2 separate regions of the Pan troglodytes genome follow, and region 1 is linked to region 2. A link is a contact called in public Hi-C data. All regions are on one chromosome and are shown on one strand. The core of a region is the stretch at or near the end of the contact, and the rest is flanking DNA. Distances in the headings are between cores, read along the strand shown. Region 1 holds the start of RPS13 (ribosomal protein S13). Region 2 overlaps PLEKHA7 (pleckstrin homology domain containing A7).

The links. Hi-C and Micro-C count contacts between places; a contact is called where the count stands out from the background.
Region 1: a Hi-C map of induced pluripotent stem cells shows a contact between it and region 2, with 2.7 times the contacts expected there. The contact joins the promoter of RPS13 here to the enhancer-like site in region 2. A contact is called at or near these places in 3 of 7 Hi-C or Micro-C datasets (induced pluripotent stem cells and stem cell-derived neural progenitor cells), 1 of 1 datasets of contacts at active chromatin or transcription factors (stem cell-derived excitatory neurons) and 1 of 1 other capture datasets (stem cell-derived neural stem cells).

Annotation. Positions count from the first base shown.
Region 1 is chr9:21,138,602-21,146,244 of NHGRI_mPanTro3-v2.0_pri, reverse strand. RPS13 (ribosomal protein S13) reads left to right here and starts at 4,682. Exons shown (of 6, transcript XM_003312935.6): 1 at 4,682-4,862; 2 at 5,004-5,052; 3 at 5,235-5,313; 4 at 6,859-7,028; 5 at 7,293-7,393. The coding sequence starts at 4,840. It overlaps LOC112204958 (small nucleolar RNA SNORD14), which reads left to right and starts at 6,614; the gene lies at 6,614-6,703.
Region 2 is chr9:20,871,916-20,879,087 of NHGRI_mPanTro3-v2.0_pri, reverse strand. PLEKHA7 (pleckstrin homology domain containing A7) reads left to right here. Exons shown (of 30, transcript XM_016920488.4): 24 at 1-77; 25 at 556-756; 26 at 3,467-3,625; 27 at 6,027-6,160; 28 at 6,964-7,106. Among named protein-coding and RNA genes, the nearest start is that of SOX6, 48 kb to the right of the region's middle. Within about 2 kb of position 1,262, at least 3 of the 24 cell types and tissues checked have an H3K27ac peak or open chromatin away from gene starts, as enhancers often do. A contact at or near this core is called in induced pluripotent stem cells and stem cell-derived neural stem cells, where this site is marked.

The DNA of each region.
Region 1 (7,643 bases), core at 3,433-5,932, 260 kb before region 2:
ACAACAACAACAAAAAGCCGGGTGTGGTGGCTCACGCCTATAATCCCAGCACTTTGGGAGGCTGAGGTGGGCAGATCACGAGGTCAGGAGTTCAAGACCAGCCTGGCCAAAATACTGAAACCCCATCTCTACTAAAAATACGAAAATTAGCTGGGTGTGGTGGCACGCACCTGTAGTCCCAGCTACTTGGGAGGCTGAGGCAGGACAATCGCTTGAACCCGGGAGGCAGAGGTTGCAGTGAGCTGAGACTGTGCCATTGCACTCCAGCCTGGGCAACAGAGTGAGACTCCGTCTCAAAAAAAAAAAAAAAAAACTGGATCAGTAGCTTTCTTCAGTTCTGAATACTTGCTAGCCATTATCGTTTCAAACATTTTGTCTGCCACCTTTTCGAACTCTGATTAAATGTATAATGTATAATAGACATTTCCACTCTTCTTCCATGTCTTCTCTTCATGTCTCTTTTTTTTTGTCCCTGCATTCTCAATAATTTTTTCTGACTTATTTTCTAATTCACTACTTCCAACTGTTTAACCTATCCATTAGTTTTTAAATTTTGGTGGTTCTATTTTCTTTTTCTTTTTTTGAGACGGGGTCTCAATCTGTTGCCCAGGTTGGAGTGCAGTGGCACAATCATGGGTCACTGCAGCCTCAGCCTCCCTGGGTTCAAATCATCCTCTCACTTCAGCCTCTGAAATAGCTGGGACTACAGGCACATGCCACCATGCCTGGCTAATTTTTGTATTTTTTGTAGAAATGGGGTTTCACCATGTTGCCCAGGCTGGTCTCAAACTCTCAAATACCTGGGCTCAAGCAATCTGTCCACCTTGGCTTCCCAAAGTGTTGGGATTACAGGCGGGAGCCATCATGCCCAGCCAATTCTTGTATTTTTTTCATTTCAAGAATCAGTATTTGGTTCTTTTTATTTGTTTGAATCATGATCCAGGAAAGACACACACCAACACTGTCAAGACCATTTAAAGAAAAAAAGTTGTGGTTTTTTTTGACCATTTAAAAAAAGAAAAGGTTTTTCCAATAAATGGTGCTGGTACAACTGGATAACCACATGCAAAAGCATCAGTAGGACTCTTACACCACATTAAAAAATTAACTCAAAATGGATCAAAGTAAAAAATATTAAAATAAATATTAAAATAAATATTAAAAAATATTAAAAATTCAGTTTGTAAAGCTATTTGATCACTGAACTTCTGCCCTTAATAAATGCATTAACAGTAACTATTTTCTAGATACTAAAATTATAACTTTCCCTTTGTCTAAAAAATTAGAAGTTTCCAATTTGCAAAAGCAGCTCTCACAAAAGCATGCCACATATAAAGGCAATGGAGCATGGCTTAATAGAAGGCAAACACCGTTTGATTAAAACTCAGCACTACATCGTATTTTATCATCATTACTGAATATACAAACATTACCAGATAAAATAACTATGGCAGGCCGGGTGCAGTGGCTCACACCTGTAATCCCAGCACTTTGGGAGGCTGAGGCGGGCGGATCACTTGAGATCAGGAGTTTGAGACCAGCCTGGCCAACATGATGAAACCCCCATCTCTACTAAAATACAAAAATTGGCCGGGCGTGGTGGCGGGTGCCAGTAGTCCCAGCTACTCGGGAGGCTGACGCAGGAGAATCTCTTGAACTCGGGAGGTGCAGGTTGCAGTGAGCCAAGATCAGGCCACTGCACTCCAGCCTGGGTGACAGAACGAGACTCTCTCAAAAAACAAAAACAAAAAACTTCATGTATAACTAACTGACAACCCAAATTACACACAGACATCCTGTAATCTGGGACTAGATTGCTAAATCTACTATTCCCATCATCTTCCTGAAATAATGTCTACAATCTAGACATCTACAAAGGGGGGAAAATGACATTATTTAGGTTCATTCTTTCAAATAATTACTGAGTACCTAACTTCCTGCCAGGCACTCTTGTGGGTGTTGGAGATAAAGCAATAAACGTTGTACTCTCAGAGCTAATTTTTATTGGAGGTGGACAGGCAACCAAACAAGCAACTAGAAAGGATGTTAGAGATTTGGGTGCTTTGAAGGTAATCAGTAGGATATTGTGTTGGGAAGAAGGACTACTTTAGATGATCCTATTTAGGGAAAGCCACCCTGAGATGACATGGAGGCCAGGATGTGAAAGTGAGACCTGAAAAGGTCTTGAGGAAGAGCAAGCACTTCAGGCAGTGCTTGCTCAGCAAGAAGAAGGGCTCTAAGCAGGAAAGGAACACATCGTTACCTTGTAGAATCAGAAAGGAGTAAGTGCGGTTGGAGCGTTTAGAATCGGGGGATAGTGGCAAGACGTGGGTCCAGGGATTGGATCTTAGGTGCATTGAGAAAGTATGGGAGGGATTTACACAGGGGAGCAATGAATTAATCTGCTTTATGTATTTAATGGATCACTCTGACTGCTAGGTGGAGAGTGGGTTGTGTTTAGAGTGGGGACGTGACCAGACGGTGTGGATACTACCGAGTTGCCCAGATAGGAGATGATGGTGGCTAGGACTGAAGGTGGAAATGGGGCAAAGGGAACATATTCGTGATACATTCTTGTGGTAGAGCTGGGATGACAGAGGGAAATCAGAGAAAAATGGAGATGCCTAGGTTTGTATTAAGTTTGAGCAAACAGGATCGTGTTTAACTGAAACAAAGGGGCATGGTTTGGGAATTGGAGTCATATTAAATTTGAGATACCTATTCCATATCTGAACTAAAAATGTAAAATTGGCTAATGATAAACTTTGCTAGAAAAAAAATTACCCAAATAGGGTACCCGATTTGACTAAAATTCCTAATGCTTTGGGAAAAGTTATTAATCAAATAGTGACAGATTATGGCTTTTTTTGGGGGGGAGGGGTGTTGTTTTCTTGGAGAACTGACCCGTTTGTTGTTATAAAGGGTTCTCTCTTTATCCCTGATACTTTTTTTTTGAGACGGAGTCTCGCTCTGCCACCTAGGCTGGAGTGCAGTGGTGCGATCGTGGCTTACTGCAAGCTCCGCCTCCCGGGTTCACGCCATTCTCCTGCCTCAGCCTCCTGAGTAGCTGGGACTACAGGCGCCCGCCACCACGCCCGTCTAATTTTTTTGTATTTTTAGTAGAGACGGAGTTTCACCGTGTTAGCCAGGATGGTCTCGATCTCTTGATCTCGTGATCCCCCCGCCTCGGCCTCCCAAAGTGCTGGGATTACAGGCGTGAGCCACCGCGCCCGGCTATCCCTGATAACTTTATTTCAAATAGTGACAGGTTAAAAGTTAAGAGCGGATGTTTCAGTATCTAGTTTCCCAGCGTCTTGCCAGTTACTTTAAGCTTGTCGACGGGAGTTTGATTTCACTGACCTCCCTCCTTCCTAGAGCTATGCTTACTTTTTAAAAATTTAAAAAGCTGCTTCATTTGCCCATTTTTTCAACGCATTGTTGTGTACCGGCACTGAGTCAGTCTTTTTCTTTCTTTCCTTTTTTTTTTTTTTTTAAGACAGAGTCTTGCTCTGTTGCCCAGGCTGGCGCGCAGTGGTGCTATCTCGGCTCACCGCAATGTCCTTCGCGGCTCCAGAGATTCTCCACCTCAGCCTCCTTCGTAGCTGGAACCAAAGGCACGAGCGAGCACGCCCGGCTAATTCTTTGTATTTATAGAGAGGGGGTTTCGCCATGTTGCCCAGGCTAGGTCTGTCTTAAAAGAGCTTCTTTCGGCCAGGCGCGGTGGCTCACGTCTGTAATCCCAGCACTTTGGGAGGCCGAGGCGGGCGGATCACCTGAGGTCGGGAGCTCAAGACCAGCCTGACCAACATGGAAAAACCCGTCTCTACTAAAAATACAAAATTAGCTGGAAGTGGTGGCGCATGCCTGTGATCCCAGCTACTCAGGAGGCTGAGGCAGGAGAATCGCTTGAACCCGGGAGGCGGAGGGTGCGGCAAGCCGAGATCGCGCCATTGCACTCCAGCCTGGGAATCAAGAGCGAAACTCCGTCTCAAAAAAAAAAAAAAAAAAAGCTTCTTCCTTGACGGTTCCCTTTTCCCAGGAAATTCAAATGCTTCATTTTATCCCTCATCCTCTTGGCCTTTGCAATCTTGCTCCCAAGGCTCTTCCCTGCCCGCCAACTCTCTCACTTGGGAACATGGCTCCGTAAGCTTCTGCCCAATCCTTCTCCCCGGCGAGCCCAGCGCCCCAGAGCCCTGCGCAGGAGAATTCGAGTGCGGAGGGCGGCAGGCATCCGTGGGGACCTGGTTCAACTCCTTAGACCGGTTCTTCACCGTCAGCGACTCTCCCCTGACAGATTAGGGTAGGATTTAGAAATGAGAAATGGAAGCGCTGGCTGGGCGGTAGCCGCTGCCATGGCTTCCCGTGTGGTCCTCATCACATGCTATTGTATCTGTTAATTTATTAGGCGCAGGGCCGACTCTGAGGGATCTAGTGCCAGGACAAAGCCAGGCACTGGTGAATGAGCAAACACCTGTGTATGGCTGCTTCTTCCAGCCCTACCTGCTCCATACCCACCCCCAGCGCAGCATTCGAATCTTTATGATCTCGGCGTCCACAGGGAATTTCGACGCAAGCTGGCGTCAGCCTCAAATTCCCGCTCTGGCCACAAGGCTGACCAAAGACCGATGCATGCCGGGATGAGGCCCGATTGACGATCTCTTGCGACGCTGAAATGCATTTCGGGAGATGTAGTCACACAGACGGGAGGTGGCTGCGCAGCGTAGCTCCGCCTCCTGCGTGAGAGGAAGCGGGGACGTGTGAGGTCACTTCCTGCGTGTTGGGTGGCTTCCTGCGGCGTTTCCACTCTCGCTCTCCTTTCGTTGCCTGATCGCCGCCATCATGGGTCGCATGCATGCTCCCGGGTGAGCTCGGGGTATCAAGCCGGATTGCTGGGCGGGGGGTGGGAGGAAGACAGGGAGTGTGGGCAGCGGGCCGAGGGGATGATGTTCTGGGCTGCTCTGGCACGAGCCGCCACCTCACCTCGAGACTGCTTCTCTCCCCAGGAAGGGCCTGTCCCAGTCGGCTTTACCCTATCGACGCAGCGTCCCCACTGTAAGTAGCGCGCTGGGACCGGGGAGAATCCGGGGAGGGGGTTGGCATTTGTCTCGGGTGAAGCGACGCCAGGGTGAGGAACTTGCGTGTATGAGGAGCGCGGTTTTGCGGAAGGAGAGACCGCTGTTCTGCGGCGCCATTCCTGGGTTCTCATCCTAAGGCTGCTTTCTATTCCATAACAGTGGTTGAAGTTGACATCTGACGACGTGAAGGAGCAGATTTACAAACTGGCCAAGAAGGGCCTTACTCCTTCACAGATCGGTGAGTGTTTGTGTCTAATATAGTCTCTTTCGCCTGTCCTCGTGTGACTTGTAGGATCTAGTAGATGGTAAAGTTATTTTTAAAATAGCCAAAACTATGGTCTCGCCACCGTGCTAGAGGCATCATTGTAAGCACTTCACATGTACTGATTTCGTTTAATTCTGACCACAATACTTTGAAATAAATCTTCGTGGCTTTCACCCCAGTTTACAGTTGAGGAAGCAGAGGCACAGTGCAGCTGGATACTAACCAGCCCCAAATCACACAGCTGTCAAGTGGAGGAGTTGGAATTGGCTAAGCAGAGTGCCTGACACAGTTCCTCACAGTTAGGTGTGGTTTGAATCTCAGCTGCGTGTGACTTCGTGCAAGTGGCTTCATTCAGCAAATGTTTACCTTCTATGTGCTGAACATGGTTCTGGGGCCTGAGAACATACTACCCTCCTACTCCCCCGCCCAAAAAAGCCAGCCGCAATGTGCCTGTAGTCCCAGATACTTGGGATGCAGAGGTGGGAGGATCACCTGAGCCCAGAAGTCCCAGGCTGCAGTGAGCTATGATGAAGCCACTGCACTCCTGGGTGACAGAGAGACCCCACCTCTTTTTTTTTTTTTGAGACAGTCTCGCTCTTGTCGCCCAGTCTGGAGTGCAGTGGCGTGATCTCAGCTCACTGCAACCTCCACCTCCTGGATTCAAGCGATTCTCCTGCCTCAGCCTCCCGAATAGGTGGGATTACAGGCGCCCGCCAGCAGGCCAGCTAATTTGTGTGTTTTTGTTTTTATTTGAGACCGATTCTCACTTTGTCACCCAGGCTGGAGTGCAGTGGTACGATCTCGGCTCACTGCAACCTCCGCCTCCTGGGTTCAAGCAAGCAGTTCTCCTGCCTCTGCCTCTGGAGTAGCTGAGACTACAGGCCGCACCACCACGCCCGGCTAATTTTTGTATTTTTAGTAGAGACGAGGTTTCACCATGTTGGCCAGGCTGGTCTCAGACTCCTGACCTCAGGTGATCCACTGCCTCGGCCTCCCAAAGTGCTGGGATTACAGGCGTGAGCCACACCACCTGAGCCCACCTCTTAAAAGGGGGAGGGGGGTGCAAAATATCTGTACTCCTGGAGCTTGTAGTCTAATTGGAGGTATGACACATCAAAAGAAAATATGTCATAGATTGTAAGTAGTCAGAGCTCATTAGAGGTTTAAAAGAAATAACGTGTAAAGTTTTTAGAAGAATATCTGACCAGAGTTCTCAATAAATGTTAGCTGTGGAATCTCATTAATCCCTTTGGTCATCTGTATTCCAGCAAGCTCACTGTGATGATGGTTTTCCAACATTCGCAGTTTCCACCAGAAAGGTTTTCCTTAGTGTTGGGTAAACCTTCCTTGGATGTCTGAGTGAGCTTTATGTGCATTCTCACGTTGGTTTCTGTGATGTATAAAAGTATACCCCCATCTTACAGATAGGAAACTATGCCCTGATTTCTGAGCCTTGACATCATCACATTCTCCAGTTTGTGTTTCGTGTTGAAAGTTAAAACGTGATTCCCTTTTCAGGTGTAATCCTGAGAGATTCACATGGTGTTGCACAAGTACGTTTTGTGACAGGCAATAAAATTTTAAGAATTCTTAAGTCTAAGGGACTTGCTCCTGATCTTCCTGAAGATCTCTACCATTTAATTAAGAAAGCAGTTGCTGTTCGAAAGCATCTTGAGAGGAACAGAAAGGTAAGCTAATAAATAAAACCTGGTGCTAAGTAGGACTGCTTGTACTAAATTTTTTCGGTAAAATGTAATGCATCTGGTTTGAATTATCCAAGGTGGCTTAGTACACAAACCAGTGTAGTGCTGCTTTGAAGTTCAAATTCTATCCAAAGAGATTTTCATTATAGAAAGTGCATGGTAGCTCTACATTCTCTTATTAAATTAATGTTTGATAATGTTAGGTCATTTTGGGTGATTTTCTTGAATTGCAGCAAATTTTATTTTTAGGATAAGGATGCTAAATTCCGTCTGATTCTGATAGAGAGCCGGATTCACCGTTTGGCTCGATATTATAAGACCAAGCGAGTCCTCCCTCCCAATTGGAAATAGTAAGTATCAACTCTTTTGTCGTTGTTATCAAGAATAGGAGTCAGCCAGTAGTAAAAGTCCTAGTAGTAAATATGTTCAGCCTTGGGGGCTATTTTGTTAACTGCTCTTTGAGCTCTGGCCTGGTAGTGGGAAAGCAGCCACAGGCAATACATAATCGAATGGGTGTGGCTGCTTGTCTTTAATAAAGACAAGCAGAGGGCCATAGTTGCAGACCCCAGATTTAGACCATGAATAAGCCCTTTGACTCTC
Region 2 (7,172 bases), core at 13-2,512:
AGCAGTCGTCCACCATTGCTCCCTACGTCACACTCCGGAGGGGTCTCAATGCCGAAAGCAGCAAGGCGACCTTCCCTGTGAGTGGCCTTGAGCTGTCGAGGACCTCCCTGCTCCTTCACATGGGGAGAGAGGGTCTCCCAGGAGGACAGTAACTGGCCATCCCTTCAGCCCTGGGGATGGCCTCTGGGGTGGCCTCAGCCCCTCCTGAGCTCCCTGTCACCCACTGTCCACCAAGGAGGGCATCCTGCCTTTCTCTCTGGCCTGTCAGGGTGGCAGGAGGGAGCTCAAGAAGCCTGCACCCTGGGTTCTGGCCTCACTGGACAGGCCTGAGCCTAAGTGTCTGCATCTGCAGAATGGGTGCTACTCAGAAAGCTCCTGAGGGTTGGGGGCATCGTGTTGCTTAGAGGAGATAGTTCTCTAAGGCCAAGAGGAGCCCAACTAGAGTGTGCATGTGTGTGAGAGAGAGACAACGGGAATGCAGCCAGCAGGGTGGCCGTCCTCTGCGTGCCCAGCCCAGCTGTTCTGTGTCTCTCTTGCCTGCCTCCTCTTCCTCAGAGACCTAAGAGTGCCTTGGAGCGCCTGTACTCAGGGGATCACCAGCGAGGCAAGATGAGTGCAGAGGAGCAGCTGGAGCGCATGAAGCGACACCAGAAGGCCCTGGTCCGAGAGCGCAAGAGGACACTGGGCCAAGGGGAGAGGACGGGCCTGCCCTCATCTCGCTACCTCAGCCGGCCGCTCCCTGGAGATCTTGGCTCAGTATGTTAGGAGGGGCCAGGCAGCGGGGCAGGGACAGGGAGCCGAGTGCCCCTCAGAGTCCCCCAAACACAAGCACATCACACCTCCCAGTGAGAGAGCTGTCCATTGACCTACATGGTTCAGAGAACACCCCACGGGGCTGTTTGTCCACGACCCAGGCTGGACAAATGCCTGGTCAGAGGGTGACCTGAACCAGAGCTGGAGTGAGGATCAAACAGGCCCAGGAGCCTGAGGAAATACCCAGTCAGTCCTCCCAGCCGCGATGGAGAGGGGCCTTTGCAGGCGTTCGGAATCTCGGCTGAATTCAGGACCTGGGAATACAGGGTTCAGAGAGGAGAGGAGGAAGATGGTGACATGATTTGGTTAGAAGCACAAGCAAACTGATCAGCCTCCCAGACCTGCCAGCAGATGCTGTGTGAGGGTGATGGAGCACGGGGTCACACCCCTGCCCCAAGGGCCACTGGTCTCCCTGGGCTTGCAGTGCAGAGGCCTCAGGGTGTCTGGGATTGCTGGGGAGGCCTGTGCTGCCCCCTGGTGGCGCTTCCTGGCGCTGCGCCCTGTCCACAGTCACCTTAGGTCCCTTTGGAAACATTCCATTTGACTTTTCCCTGTTGTTTGAAATCCCATGTTTCCCTAAACCTCTAGCCTGATTGTTCTTTCCCTAATTCATTGCACAAGCTCCTTTGCTTTTAGTGTTACCGCTCATTGCCTCTCTAATCCTGCCTGATTGTGTTTACAGAAGCTTCTGATTTGCATTGAACATGCTCTAACTGGCCTGTGCTACTTATTACCGGGCTTGTAATAGCGGTTCTTGTCTCCATAGCCTGTTGAGTGTTCCCAGATGTGACTCACCTTTCTGCTGCCCTCTTCATGCAGGCCTACTGACTCATAATTCACTTGTCCCAAAAGCCACCCCACAAGCCTGAGCCAACCTGCTGCCTGACGCCACAGTCATTGGCAGAGGTCTGGGCATTATTAATTTATAAAAATCCATGCTTTACACCTGGACAGTAGACAGGGACTTAAGAGATTGCACGTTTGAATACATTCTCCCAAGACTGAGGTTGTTCGGTTTTAATTCCTATAGTCCAATCACACAATTTCTTATGGAAAACCTTTTGTGTTTCTGGTATTTAATAACTTGAAGGGATAGCAAAATATACTGTATATTCAGAGGGCCTCTCTGCAGCTGCTAGCTCAGACACCAAAGGGGTAAGGCCCAGGACATTCATATCTTTAAAAGCTGCAAACCTGGTAACCTTTAAACTTTTAAAACAAATGTCATATGGGGTAACACTGACCTTTTATAATTTGATGTCTCAAATGTAGAGATTATCTAAAAATCGTAACTTGAATACCTTGTAATTTTTCTCTTAAAAAAGAAGACTTGTGTAAGTCTCTGCATCAACGCCAATAAACATGTTGCTTAATAATAATGGATTGGCGTGGTTCTTCCCCAGGATACCTTATAGAGTCTAGTGAACTTTTCCTGTTTGTGGAAACAATCAGGCTGGGTTTAAATGAGGACTTGTCTCTATTTGGAGCATTTGTGAGCCTGTAAGGAAATGAATGTTTTCTTTGTGAATCATTAAATTGATTTTTTCATCTTTGGAACTTCAATTGCCTAATCCTTTCCAACAATAGTTGGAAACCATCACCTAAGAGTGATTACATTGATTTGGAGTCATTATTGAGAGCTTGTGCATGAATGGGTGAAATGTGCGAATATGGCTCTGGGTTTGGGGTTCTGGAGGGACTTGAGGCATCAAAGACAATCAGGACCATTTGGGGCTTTGAGGTGGATGGATGGGAGAGAGAAGATGGCCTGGGATAGATAAGCATCTGCTTTGGTTTTGCTCAGGGGAAGAGAGGCTTTGAGCCTGCTCTATTCTCAACAACCTGCTCAGCGGTCAAAGGCCTGTGAGGATGCAGGTCCTGGGTCAACAGGAAGTCACCACGGAGCTGGACAGTCATGGTTGGATCTTATCGGTTAGATTTTCCCTCTTGGGAAGCTTGTTACAAAGTTGATACTGTGAAACAGCCTTAGAAACATTCCATTTGATTTAGCATTTCAATTTTATATGATTTAGTTTTTTTTCTAATTTAAAGAAAACATCTATCTCAAATAGATGGGTCTCATACAGCAGTTTTTCTGCCTCATTGGCTCCAAGCTGCTTTTGCTTGTACCTCCCCAGCCCTACTGTAAGTGCGAGATCCCCCACCTACAAATGTTATCTTGTTGAAAATTCCCAATAGAAAGATCCTTGGTTATTCTTCTTGCTTAGCAGGGCCTTGAAGGGCGTGTTTTTCCATTAATTCTGAGCCTGGGATGTATGTCTCCTGAACCAGCTGTAGAGAGTGGAAGGGACAAATCCCTTCTCTAGAACTCTGTCCCAAGTTGTTTGGAGGTCACCCTCTCTGGGAGCCTTCTATTTCCCTGGGGACCACTGTGAGCCTGAAGTCATGAGTCTTAGACCTGTGCCCCAAGGGTGTATGTTTGAAACCTCTGGGAACCCAGATCAGAGAGCACTTAGCAGTCTGGAACAGCCCATATGAAGGGGACAGCAGCTTCATTCTCTATTGCACATACAGCTTTTCCCTAAGGGGATCACAGGTTCATCTTTCAAAGGACCCCATGGAAAAAGGTGACCAGCCGGGCTCTTTCAGCAATCAGGAAGCGACTACGTTTAACCTCTTGTTCTGTTGCCAGTGGAAGCGTGAGCAGGACTTTGACCTGCAGTTGCTGGAACGGGTCGTGCAAGGGGAAAAAAAGGACAAGGAGGAGAATGGCTGGTTGAAAGTGCAGGCCATGCCTGTCACTGAGTTGGACCTGGAGCCTCAAGACTATGACTTGGACATCAGCAGAGAGGTGAGGGCAGGCACTTCCTTCATGTCCTCCAGGAGACATGGCCTTCAAGCTCCCAGCCTGATCCACCTTCACACTGTGGGGTATCATCCTGAACAGGGACATGGCTCAGCTTCAGTGTGGCCTAGGAGGATGGATGGATAGCAGCTTAAGGCAATGAAAGGAGGCCAGATGTTTCGATGAAGGTTCAAAACTATCTCTGTAATTTAGGGCAAATTGCAATTTTAGCTTCTCTGTGCTTCAGTTTCCTCAACAGTGAAGTGGGTTGTGAAGAGGATTAAGTAACTGCACATGTTCTTGGGAGGTTTAGCGATCAAAGCCACATAGTAGGCACGTGAGCAGCAGTTGTTATTGTTAGGAAATGTTCCCTGCAACACCAGGGGTTGGCTTTTCAACTGGCTGGTGAGGCCAACTTGGGCAGTCTGACTAGGGGAAAATGGGGGGCAGGTTTGAAAATCACAGGCGAAATTTCCAGCCATGGTAGAAGCTAGGAGACAGTGCAGAGTTCTGGTCTGAATTCTTCTGGTGCCCTCTGGTGGCTCACGTGCATCATGACAGGGCAGGCCCAGGAGAGCAAGTAACTCCTGGATCTCTACCCATCAGGAAATGTCTCTACCCAAGGGGAGAGAAAGGGAACTTGGGATGACACACTCAGTGTCTTCAAGACGTAGATTGTCTCCTGTGGCCTATGTCGATGCTATTCCTAAGCTCTTCAGGGCGGCGTCTATGGCTGCTTGGTTCACCTTTGTATCCCTAGTCCCTGGCACAGGGCCTGGCACACAGTGGGTACGTGGTACATCATCTTTGCTGCATCTTTGACTGTGTTGAATGAATCACACAGTGACCCATAAATGTACCAAAAGCATTTGTACAAGGACTTGGCCTGCCTGGAAACTGCACAAGAGGAAATGTTCTCACCACATGAAGGATGGATCGAGGCGAGACCTCAATAAAACTTTCCCCCAGGTCTGTGTGATAGGAGAGTGAGTACTGAGGAGGACCTGCGTCTTCCAGAGCCTTCCTGCTGTCTTAAGAGGTGGTGCCAGGCCCATTCACAAGCTGATTTGCCAGTGGTATCTACCTGACTCAGTATGTTAGGGGTTCCTCTGGTCTTTGGGAACAAAGGAACAGTGTGTGGATAAGATAGATGCCTGTACAGTTGTTGAGTTTTGGGGTCTGCTGGGGCTCTAGGAGTTAACAAGGCTGGTCCCCTGCCCCAAGACCTTGTTCCTTTGCCATCTGAAACAGCCAAAGGTCTGTGCGTTCTCAGATTCACAAAAGAAGCCCCAACATGCTGCCTTGGCAGGGGAAGTGTGTTCTGTAGTGTCCTGATTGCCTGCCAGCCCAGGGAAAAAGTTCTTCCTTATCTCTAACCTAAATTCCTCCTGCTACAATGTAATCTGCTTCCTTCCTCTAAATCTGTCCTCATTGGAGTAACAGAGAAGAGCTTATTTCTTGCCATCTCCAACAGAGTGAAAGGGCTGCGTGTGGGTTTAAATCCATGACCTGATTTGCCCTGGGATTGGATTAAGCTTGTTTTTAGGAGCTTCAACCCACCCCATTTTAGTGTGCTTTTGTAATTCAGGGAGGAAAAAGTTCCTGGAGCATGCAAAAGCTTCCTTTAGTGTTCTTAGTCCAAGCAAGGTTTCACCAAGCCGAGTTTGCCACTAGGTCCATGGGAGATGCTGGTGAGGTGGAATTTGGGGCCATTTTCCTCTGGCCAGCAGTAGATTCAGCATAGCTGCCTCCTGTCTAGATCAGAAGAGCTTTTTTAGGGACAGAAAGCACCATCACATCCTTTCATTCACCCACCTGTCAATCATCCATTTATCCATTATCCATCCATTCAGGGAGAATTAGTTGGAGGGCTACTAAGTACTAAGTCCCTGCATTAGACAGAGGGAGACAATGGTGAATGGAAAGTGAGGGGGTGGAGGGGATCAGAGAAGGATCCTCAAAGTGAGGTTGAAAAGATGAGAGTCAAGGGAACAAAAGGAAGAGCTTCCCAGACAGAACAGAGGCCCCACTGTGGGCGGGGAACTGGAGGGACTGGTTGATCAGTGGCTGGAGAGGTCATCAGGGGTCAGATCACTTAGGGCCTTGATGGTGGCATTAAGGATGATCATTTTTTATCCTGAGAGCTTGTAGTCTAGTTATTTTGCCCTTCCCTTCCCCAAGCCTGTAGGAGGTTGGCTGGTGGAGTGGAAGGAACATGAGCTTTGGAGTCAGACTCAGGTTCAAACCTGGATTCCACAACTGACTAATTTTGTGATCTTAGCAAGTTACTTGGTCTCTGTGGACTCTGCTTGCTTCCCATGGTGGGAGGGGACAGAGGTGGGGAAAGCAAGTCCTAAACCCAGACATCTGAGCCTCTCCCTCTGCCACCCTCCTGGCCTCTCCCCAGCTGTCCAAACCAGAGAAGGTGTCAATCCCTGAGCGCTACGTGGAGCTAGATCCCGAAGAGCCACCCAGCCTTGAGGAGCTGCAGGCGCGGTACCGCAAAGCCGAGAAGATCCGCAACATCCTCGCCCGGTCAAGGTCAGCCCTCGCTTGCTCAAGTGTTGGCAGGTCACCCTGACCCCAGGTGGCGTCTCTACCATGTGGGCCCTGGGCCAGGCTGGCTGGGGTGCGTGTTTTGCCAGGTCTTCGTCTCAGGTAAGCCCTACTCATTGGAGGGGGCAGGCTGGTACATCGCCAGCAGATCAGCAAGGAAGCCTGCCTGGGTCATCTGGAAAGGCCTGCAACATTCATAGAGGCTTCTTGTCCTGGGCTGTCACCCCCAATTCTGTGTCCCAAGTGACCCTAGCAAGTGTGGAGAGTGGAGCCAAGCATGGCCGTGAAGTGGACCCAGTTGGAGATCAGCTCCAGTGATGGCCTGCCAGCATTCGGGCCTGTGCACCCTCATGCAGACCAGCGGATCAGAGCCAAGGGTGCCAGCCTTGTCCGTAGGGCACCAGAGGCATTGCCCACTCCCCTGGATGCTGGCCTGGGGTCCTCTGAAGTGACTTTACTGTCCCCTAAGCCTCAATAGCTTCAGAAATTTAATCTTGTTTGTAAGCCTCCCTTTCAGAGCTGGCTTAGCCATCTCATGTCTGAATTTAATAAGAGCCTCCATCTAGAGCCATGAACTTAAGGTCTGTGGCCTTCCCAAAGGAGGAGCAAAGCTGGGACCGTTTGGGTGTTTGGGGAAAAGCGTGTACCTTTGTCTAGGGAGAAAGTACCACAGTTTTTGTCTGATCCCCCTCAAAATGTTGAGAACCTCTAGGCCAGGGAGACCCTCCACTCCTGAGGCTGCTGCCCAGGGCAGGAGGGCCCATGGTCTGCTTCCGACCCTCCTACAGCATGTGCAACCTACAGCCGACCTCAGGCCAGGACCAGAACAGTGTGGCTGACCTGGACTTGCAGCTGCAGGAGCAGGAGCGCATCATCAACATCTCCTACGCCCTGGCCTCCGAGGCCTCCCAGCGTAGCAAGCAGGTGGCAGGTAAGGCCATGGCCCAGCCCCCAAGGCCTGGATCCTGCCCCACTGCACCTGTGGGCTTGGGCCCAG